Linked DNA regions of Sus scrofa: region 2 is linked to region 1. The links are chromatin contacts, called in public HiChIP or PLAC-seq maps. All regions are on one chromosome and are shown on one strand. Each heading gives the region's core, a stretch centred on a gene start, on an enhancer-like site or on the middle of the called end of the contact. The rest is flanking DNA. Distances are from core to core; before and after follow the strand shown.

Region 1 (4,763 bases), core at 1,496-3,995:
AGCAGGTGAGTTCTGCACACATGGAGGCTAAGTTCTCACTGCGCACGTGGGTTCACATGAGGGCCTGAGGCTTAGCGGAGGCGGGGGCGCCTCCTAGCAAAGCCTGGGCTTCCGGGCGAGCCCATCAGGGCCCATCGTCGCACCACATGGAGCCCGGGCCCCCTGAGCAGGCAGCTCTCTTTAATGCAGCAACAGCATCTGATCACTGTCTGCATTTGCCAAAGGGTTTGACACGTTTTCGTTGTCATTTGGGGGGACAGTTGTTTTTAATCCCCCTTATACAGCTGAGAGACTGACCGCCACCGCACGCTACTCACCGGCCTTGCCTTTGGGCCGGCGCCTCGAGGTCCCACGATGCATTGTAAAGGGGCAGCAGCTTTAGCTGGTGCTTGACGGTCCGTGTTCAAGGTCTTCCGCCCAGTTTGTACATCGGGGCAATTTACACCCAACAGAAAATTTACCGCCGGAACTGTCTTTAGCTGCACGGCTCAGCGGCGCTAAGCACACGCACCAGCTCTGCCCCAGCATCCCCGGAGCTCACACTGCGAGGCCACATTTGCACAACGAATCCCTACCTTGTGGGGCGTCAGGTGTGCGGAGGTGGTCTTCACGCTCCGGGGAGAGACCACAAGACCCCGGCAGTGTGGGGCGAGGCCACGACCTCCACCCCCACTGCCGTCTGCCCGTCTCCAGGACAGTCTGATCCCCACAGACAAAGCCACGCGTCGGGGACATGGAGAACGGGCGGGAAAGGACCTGCCGGATCAGACACGCTGCTCCTTCAAGGGCCCAAGTCTCTGATGCCAAGAGGCTATTGCGAGAAGCTCCTGTAGATGCCAGATGCTCGTGCGGGCAGCCACACAGGCCATGATCAACGGTCGGCATTCAACTGCTTCAGTCTACAGAACGACCGCCTTGTGCACTGGCCGCTCTTCCGGGTATTTGGTGAAATACCAGAGAGAGAAGCTCTGGGCGTCCAGGAGGAGGGAGGCTCCTCTGTAGGTGCCGACGGGAGCCCCTGCGGCCCTGCCGTCCCGACACCTGCCTTCTGCACCCGGGGGCCGGCAGGGGGAGGGCGGTGGGCCACCCGCACTGCCCCTCCCCTGCCCACCCTCGCCGGGTCCCGTGTACACCTGCCATCCGATGGCCTGGGGCTCTTGGCCCACGTCTCACACAGCAGTTTCTGGGAGAGGCCAGACTTAAAGCTTCCACACAAGCACCTGCAGGGGTTCCTTCTGCTCAGCCTCCTCGTCCTGAGAGGCCTCCGCCCTTTGGGAAGGGAGGGCGGGAGGGAGTCCAGCCAGACAGAAGGGGCCGCTCCTGCAGCCAGACCACAGGCTTCGTTCTCTTACTTCTGAGCCTCTGAATCGCCTGGAAGGGCTGACGGTCTCAAGCCACACCCCAGGTGCCGTCCGAGCCAGAGAGCCTCCCTGGTCTCCCTCCTCGGGGACCTATGGTGCCTGGCCTGCCACCGCGGACTGGCCCGTGCCCTCCGCCCCTGCAGCGTGGGCTCTGAGGGTGAAGGTCTCCTGTTCCCCGGCAGGCAGACCTGCTTGTGGTAAGCGCCCCGTAAGCATGGGTTAGCCCAGTAGAGGGGGGTCGGCGGGTGGATGGAGAGGTGGATGCTCAGACGGCCCTGTGGTGGGATGGAGGACCAGTCGTGGACAGATGCATGGAGAGAGAGCTAGAAGGGGTAGGTTTTCTTTGTGTTGGCTCAGAGATGGTGCCACCGGACAGAGCTTTGCAGGCCTTTGCTGTGCTGTCAGGCATGTTTGAAGTGAGTTCTGACTATTCCTGTGCAGCCTGGCAACGCCCCAGCCCTGGGCACGCAGATGGTGTATTGCAGGTCACGCAGAGAGTCTCAGCCTCTGCGCCGTTTGTACCATTTCAGATTCACTAGAGACATGCAAGTGTTCCATAAATCTTCCCACAAAACCTGTGCAATGTTCCCATTGTGCTGGCAGCTCCGGAGACACTCAAATGTCTTCCCAAAAGAGATTTGCAAGGAGACAAGTTGAAAGCCATCCTCAGCTGTCTGTGGGAGCCGCTAGCTCTCCGACCCCTGCAAGTGTCCCCATGGCTCTGCAGCGGCCTCCTTGGGGTTTTGGTCAATGCCACCGGCCGCCCTGTCCACCCCCACGGGTGCAGGCCCACCACCCCGGTGCCTTTGAACTGGCATGTGCCCACAGCGGGCAGTGGCAGTGCCCAGGGCCCCGGCTGCTCCACTCAGCTGGACGGCCACCAGAGAGCCTGGGTGCTGGGGGGGGGGACCTGCACCCCCGACCCAGGGCCTCCTCAGGACGGGGAAGGGTCAGGGGCAGCAGTGTCCTTAGCCTGGGCCTAGTCCTAAGGGAGATACTCAGATTATAATTTTTAATGCTATTTCCAGTGCGGCTTTACCAAGTCTCACAAGCACAGTGACACGACTGAGAGGTGGCATTTTCTGCTCTGCATTTCCTTAAACGCATCTACTTTCACAGAGAAGAGTTCTGTTATCGGAGCCCCCCCGCCCCCGCCGCCAGTAAAACAGTGTGAACTGATACGTTTCTAAATCTTACAATGATCTTGCGAAAGTCATAATTCTGTATAAAAGCATTAATTTCCTAAGTGCACATATTGAAAATGTGTAATGACTTTTAGAAATCCTGTTTAGAAATTTCCTTCCTCTCCACTAAGGATGTCACGCTCACACTTTCACCCACACAAACTGGAAACCGCCGGCGCGCCCCCGGTTTCTGGGAGACGTCCCGTGTTTCTCACAGCACCGTGTTTTGTGCTCCCAGGCCTTTGCCTGTGTGTCACATCCATGAGGAAAGGAGAGAGGGACGGAGGCCTTCCGACCCTGGCCCCACCTCCGCTGCGGAGTGTTGGATCTGCTCCCACCTGCCCTTGGCCTCGTCTCCTCATGCACCGGGGGGGGGGGGTCTGTGGAGCAGCCAGTCCCGGTCCCCCACCCCACCATCCAGGCCTCCCTCAGGCACCTGGGATGGAGGCGAGCCGTCAGCTGGGCCTCCATGTCCTCCGCTGGGACATGGGCGGGACGCGTGGGGACCAGAGGCGTCCAGCTGTATCCTCGGACTCAAGGTGCTGGTGCCGCCGGAGAAAGCCCAGCAAAACGTGGGTCACGTGACGGCAGAGTCCCGGGCCCAGGGGATGCACTTTGCACCCTGGCCGCCAGCATCGCGGCGCCTTCTGTCCAGGCCCTGCCGTTGGCCTCGAGGTCGGAGGAGGCGCACTGGCCAGGCTGGGCCACCCCGTCTGGACTTTGTCCAGTGGGCCTCGGGGCCTCAGGGCCGCGGGAGGGAGGAAATGGTGTGAGGGGGTCAACAGGGGAGCCGGGACCAGCCTGAGGGGGAAGCAGCCTCCTCGGAGCAAAGCATGTGCCGAGGGCCCCCCTCAGACACCCACATCCTCAAGGCCCTGGAGGAAGGGCCCCGCCTCTCATCACCTTCCTTCTCGACGATGCTTCTCCAGGCCCGTGGTGGGAAGAGGTGCCGGGGGGGCTGGCCGCGCAGAAGGCGCAGCACCCAGGTCCCCACTTGGCATGTGGGGGGGTGAGCCCCGGGGACTCCCTGCTGATGATAGTGGCAGAGAGAGGGGACTGCCCCCCCCGTCCCCGGTCCCGTGGGAACGTGGAAGCCCCCGAGTCTCGCTCCTGCTGCCATCCCGCCTGCCTGTGGCACAAATGGCTCCCAGGCCTCTGCTGGCAGCTGCAACCTGGCTGGGCCTTGGAAGTCTGCCCTGCAGGGCGGCTGGTCTCTAGGAAGCTAAATATAAAACAAATAACCACATGTCCAGATACGCAATTGCACGGTGCCCAAAAGACTGTGAAGACGAAGTAGAGGCTCTAAGGCCGGACGGGGTCAGGTCTGGGGCTGGAGAGGCCTTTGTGTAGACGCCACGTCCAGAGCGCTGAAGTGCTGGGCAGGATCTGGGGGGCAGAGGCCCGAATCCCCCAGGCCGAGGAACGTCACGAGCAGGGGACTTGGAGCAGGAGCAGCTTTCAGGATGAGGACTAGGGCCTAATGGGCTGCAGATACGGGCTGAGGCAAGCCCACTGGTTTCCCACCTCGTGGTGGGCCCAGGCAGCGGCCAGGGTGGGGGTCATGGTGCTGACAGCCGAGAGCCAGCGGCCAGAGGGGGGGTCTTCACCGGAGGGGGCGCGGGGAGGCTGCCGTGGCCCGGGTTGAAAGGCGCCAGGGGCCGTTTGCCCTGAGGCCCCAGCCCTTCCCGCCTGCGTGGCCTCTGCCTCCCTGGCCCCTCAGCCTCGCCACCCCGCGGTTCACCATCACCCGCAGCCCCAGCCCTCCAGCACTTCGGTCCTAGCTCTTCACAGGACAATCCTTGCAGCTGTCGGGGCACTGCCGAGTAAAGCTGGCGCTGCCTCCGCTCAGCCTCAGTGTCCCACGGCCTCTGGCCTAACGTGTCGTCCGGTGAAGCCCGTCGAGACCTGCCTGCAGTCTGCTGGCCCCGGACCTCCTGTCCCCACCCCCCGTGGGGCTGCTTCCAGCTCCAGGAAGCCCTCGCCCTTGGCCTGCATGCAGCCTCTTCTCCTGGAAGGACTGCCCCACTCGATCCCCCAGCTCGGGCTCTGCCTGCCTCTGGGCCTGGGGGCAGGCTCCCTGGTGCCTGCTCGCTCCTGGCAGCTCCTCAGAGCCTGACACCACCTGCAAGATCACTTGCCTGCCTCTCCCTCTGGCCGGTGAGCAGTTTAACCTCTGTCTGGGTTACCTCTGCCCAACACAACACCCGCGCCATGGGAG
Region 2 (5,143 bases), core at 1,489-3,988, 99 kb after region 1:
TGAACCCACACCACGTATATGGACAGCTAATCTACGAAACATGAGGCCAGAATACCGAATGGAGAAAAGACAGTCTTTTCGACAAATGATGCTGGGAAAAAAGAACAGCTACATGTAAAATGATGAAATCAGAACATTCTCCAACATCATATACAAAAATAAACTCAATATGAAAAAAAGAAAACTTGACTTTAAGACCTGAAACTATAAAACTCCCAGAAGAAAACATAGGCAGCAAGCTCTTTGACATGGGTCTAAGCAATATTTTTTGGCTATGTCTCCTCAGGCAAGAGAAAAGAAGCAAAAATTAACAAATGGAGCTACATCTAACTGAAAAGCTTTTGCACAGCAAAGGAAACCATCAACAATCAAAAAGGCAGCTTACTGAACGGGAGAAGATATTTGCAAATAATATATCCATTAAAGGGTTAATATCCAAAATACACAGTATATCCAAAATATACAACTCATGCAAAACAAACAACCCAATTAAAAATTGGGCAAAGGACATGAATAGACATTTTTCCAAAGAAGACATACAGATGGCCAACAGACACGTGAAAAGATGCTCAGCATCGTGAATCATCAGGCAAATGCAAATCAAAGCCACAATGAGATAGCACCTCAACTGGTCGGAATGGCGTCATCAAAAAGACAGCCAACAGCAAGTGCCGGAGAGGGTGTAGAGAAAAGGGAACCCTCCTGCACTGTGGGTGGGAATGTAAATTGGTGCAGCTGGTGTGGAAAACAGTATGGAGGTTCCTCAAAAAACCAAAAATAGAACTACCCCATGACCCAGCAATTCCACACTTGGGCATTTTTCCAAAGAAAACAAAAACAGTCATTTGAAAAGATGTAGGTACCCCTGTGTTCACTGCAGTATGATTTACAATTGCCAAGACATGGAGCAGCCCAAGTGTCCATCAAGAGAAGACTGGACAAAGAGATGTATGTCCATATGGATATACACATATATGCAATGGAATTTTACTGAGCCAAAAAAAAGAAGAATGAAATATTGCCATTTGCGACAACATGGATGGATCAAGAGGGTATTATACTAAGAGAAGTAAGTTAGACAAAGACAAATACCGCGTGATATCACTTATATGCAGAATCTAAAAAACCAAAAGAACAAATATGACAAAACAGAAACGGAGTCATAAATACAGAAAACAAACAGGTGGGGAGGGGCACAGGTGGGGGGATGAGAGAAATAGGTGAGGGAGATTAAGAGGTTCAAACCTGCAGCTGCAGCATAAATAAGTCACAGGAATGAAATGTACAGTATAAGGAATCGAGCCGATAATATTCTTTTTTTTTTTTTTTTTTGTCTTTTTATCTTTTCTAGGGCTGCTCCTGTGGTATGTGGAGGCTCCCAGGCTAGGGGTCCAACTGGAGCCGTAGCCACCGGCCTACGCCAGAGCCACGGCAATGCGGGATCCAAGCTGCATCTGCAACCTACACCACATCACGGCAATGCCGGATCCTTAACCCACTGAGCAAGGCCAGGGATCGAACCCGCAACCTCATGGTTCCTAGTCGGATTCGTTGACCACTGCGCCACCACAGGAACTCCAAGCCAATAACATTCTTATAATTTTATATGGTGACAGATGGTAACTAGACTTTCTAGTTGATCATTTTGAAATGTGTAAAAATATCAAATAGCTATGTTATAAACCTGAAACTAATACAGTATTGTAAGTCAATTACACTTCAATAAAATAATCTTTAGGTGTTTACTATTAGGGCAAACAATCAAAAAAGTCGGAAGACCAAACAATACCACCAGGTAAGTTCAAGAGGGCAATAAATTTGCGGTTGATCAAAATCTGGGGGCTGTCCCTCACAAATATCGAATATATATGGTTAATAAATAGGTGTGTTTCTAAAATAACTGCACCAAACAGGACAAAAAAAATTTAGTGCAGATACCCACAGACACACAAATAAGCAGATAACATCAGAGCTCTCGCTGGAAATAGAGGCAGGATTTTCATAGCTGGGGAACAGAATTTCCTGATGGAACCACTCAAGGGGCCCAGATGTGGGGCCGGCCCTCCAGGCTGTGGCTCTGGCCCTGGCTACTCTGCAGCCCGGCCTGGCACTCTGTCTATGGGCCTTGATGCTGCCCAGCCTCAAGTCTCTGGTCCCAAGAAGTCCCTGCAGCACTTGTGGACACAGTCGCTCTAGCCACCAGGCTCTGGCACCGGGGCCATGGCCGTTCCAGCCAAGGGGGGCCAACTAGCAGCTACAGAACGAACTGCTGGGTAAGTACCCACGCACAGGCTCAGGCACTAGCAAAGCAGGCACACGGAAAACTCAACAACAGCAAAACATTTAGACAAACTTACCAAGAATTTTGCAATCGGAAAATCTAGGGGAATTTTTAAAAATGCGTCATAGTTTAAAGTTTGCCTTGTTCCAAAAAAAGCTTTTTGTGTTGACTTCCATGGGGGAGGGAGCTCTTGATCTTTTGAGCATCAGGGCCCCAAATGTTCACATCCGGAAGCCCAGCCAGGAAGCGGAGGTCAGCAGAGGCCAGGCAGCCCAGCCTCACCTCGCCCTCGCCCTCGCCCTCGCTCTCGTGGCTCCTCTCAGCTCCAGCCGCGGGTCCCAGGCGGCTCTCCCCTCCCTCTCAGGACCCCTCGCTGGTTTCCCTCCTGCACCTCCCCCACCCCCCCAGACCCTCTCCAGCCAACCCTCCCCCGACCTTGACCCCAGGCACCAGCCAGGCCTGCGAAGGACACTCAGGCTCGTCCCACCCGGCTGCCGCTGCTTCCACCACACTCCCTATCGCCCCGCAGATTCCGTCAACTTCAATCTAGAACGCATTCTGCACCCCTCCACCTGCCTGGAGACTGGACCCCGAGCCGCTGCAGGTCCTGCCAGAGCCCAGGATGGACAGGCGGCGGCCTGTCCCAGGAGTGGCCTTCTGGCTTCCCTCCGGGCAGGCTGGGCTGTCACTCAGCCTCCCTTCTCGTCCCAAGAGGTTGCTGCCCCTCACTGGCATTTCAACTCAAGGATGCCCTCCACGCAGACGGGGGTCAGACCCCATCAGAATCTCTGTGTATCGTGTTTACAGCTTTCGCATCCTGCGAGGGTTCCAGGGAGCAGCACCTTCCGCCTCCTCTTCCAGCTTTAGTCCCAGAGCCAAGACGAGCGCCTGGTCTGCCGCGAGTGACAAGCCGGTAGTGCTGAATTCGCACGAAGGACAGCGGAGGGTGAACGGGCAAGCTGCACACTGGAGCTGCCCAGGGCAGCAGCCCTTCTCCGACGCGCATTCTGTCCAGATCCAGAGAAAGGAACTCTACCTGCTGCGCAGCCCGGGAAACTCCACGCAGTGTTCTGTGCTGGTCTGTGTGGCAGCGGAAGCTGGGCGACAATGGATGTGTGCTCATGCGTAAGCGAATCACCTTGCGGGACGGCAGAAATTATCGTGACCTTGTAAATCCCCTCTGCTTCAAAAACACCGTTAAAAAATGAAAAAAAAGAAAAACAAACTCCTCGCTGGAGACAGAGTGGAGGGTTTTTCTCTTGGGGAGCATGAGTCTGAGGGGCTACACACAAGCCCTTTACCCAAACCGACGTCGCTGTGCTGACTCCTGATTGAACAAGCCTCCTGCCCATTAGGGTTTGCAGCAAAGGGCCCCCGTGACCGCACATCCAGCCCAGCAGGCAGGGCCCTGCGCTCAGACCTTGAGCAATGCCGTGGGGGCATCCTGTGAATAAAGCCCTTTTCCCCACTTGGAGCTAAACGCCCCTGACCTCTTGCCACCTACATGGTGCGGGTTCTTCATTTGTCATGACTGTCACCAAAGGTGGCATGTCCTGCAGCACTGGAGCCAGGACAGGCTGGGCACAACCGCTGCACCAGGCAACCCACTGGACTCAGTGCCTTATCCCGATGGGCGCGACCTGACCTGGGTGAGGCCAGGGTTCTGCTCCTCCAGGTCGTCCAGGGTCCAGCCCCATCCCTGGGGCCGTGGGTCATCTCTGTCCTGCACCTGCCTGGCGGCCCACCCATGTCCTCAGGAGTCTCTGAGCACTGCAGAAGCCCGCAGCGGACCGAGAGGAAAACCAAAAGTGGCTGGGTGCCCAGTGAGGCCGGCCCTGCTCTGGGCTGACGTTGCCCTTAGGAGACAGTGCGGGTGGTGGAGCTATTCCCTGTGGAGACAGAGTGGAAATGAGAATTTGCCCCCAAAAGGGGACCACACTGGGCCCCAAACTGCGGGCACTGGACTCCAACCCGAGCCCCAGCTGGGGGGAGAAGCGGCAGATGGAGGCTACCCAGGAACGGGTGGCACCGCCCCAGGAGCATCCGTTTCACAGGATAAAGCTTCTCAAGTCACGTGGCCACAAGACAGAAAGGGCTGGACCATTCCTGGCCGCTGCCCACCTCCTGTGGGATGGTTAACAAGCCAAAAGCTCCAGTAACAACGGTTTAATGTATAATTTAAGATTTAAAACATCACTGGAGTTCCCATCGCGGCTCAGTGGTTAACCAACCCCTAGCATCCATGAGAACGTGGGTTTGATCCCTGGCCTTGCCCAGTGGGTTAAGGACCCGGCATTGCTGTGGCTGTGGTGTGGGCCGGTGGCTACAGCTCCAATTCAACCCCTCGCCTGGGAACCTCCATCTGCTGTGGGTGTGGCCCTCAAAAGCAAAAAAAAAAAAAATTACTATTGTCATTTGGGCCGCATTTAGGCAAAAACAAAGGCTTATCTCAGAAGATGGAAATCTCTAATGGTTCTGTTCAGATGACACGCAGCGGCTGCAGGCGCCCGAGATGGGCAGGAGGGGATGGGGACAGAGAGGCCGCAGGCAGGCAGGTGAGGGGCTGACAGACGGGAGGGGAGCCCCTTCACCCAAAGAGGAGCTCAGGGCTCCACCCAGATGCCACTCTGTTCCCACGGCCACTGCATCAGATGTGATGGGAACTTCACACAGCAGAGATGGTGGACCCAAGGCACCCACTTCCCTCCCCGGCCGTGGGTCCGCTGGTCCAAGAGAGCCGTGACCGTCCATCCTTAAGATTCCTTAAGATTTCTGACCTGAAGACCCCGCAACCCTCCTTAGTGCCCACAAAAGTACTGTGTCATCAACGCGCTTGACGGACCCTTGAACACCCCAAACACA

The links. HiChIP or PLAC-seq counts read pairs in DNA pulled down with a chosen protein or histone mark.
Region 2: a contact with region 1 is called in an H3K27ac HiChIP or PLAC-seq map of alveolar macrophages. The contact joins two enhancer-like sites. A contact is called at or near these places in 1 of 47 Hi-C or Micro-C datasets (heart right ventricle) and 1 of 2 datasets of contacts at active chromatin or transcription factors (alveolar macrophages).

Annotation. Positions count from the first base shown.
Region 1 is chr1:386,691-391,453 of Sscrofa11.1, forward strand. No RefSeq gene overlaps it. Among named protein-coding and RNA genes, the nearest start is that of ERMARD, 150 kb to the right of the region's middle. Within about 2 kb of position 2,746, at least 1 of the 83 cell types and tissues checked has an H3K27ac peak or open chromatin away from gene starts, as enhancers often do. A contact at or near this core is called in alveolar macrophages, where this site is marked.
Region 2 is chr1:485,878-491,020 of Sscrofa11.1, forward strand. No RefSeq gene overlaps it. Among named protein-coding and RNA genes, the nearest start is that of ERMARD, 52 kb to the right of the region's middle. Within about 2 kb of position 2,739, at least 12 of the 83 cell types and tissues checked have an H3K27ac peak or open chromatin away from gene starts, as enhancers often do. A contact at or near this core is called in alveolar macrophages, where this site is marked.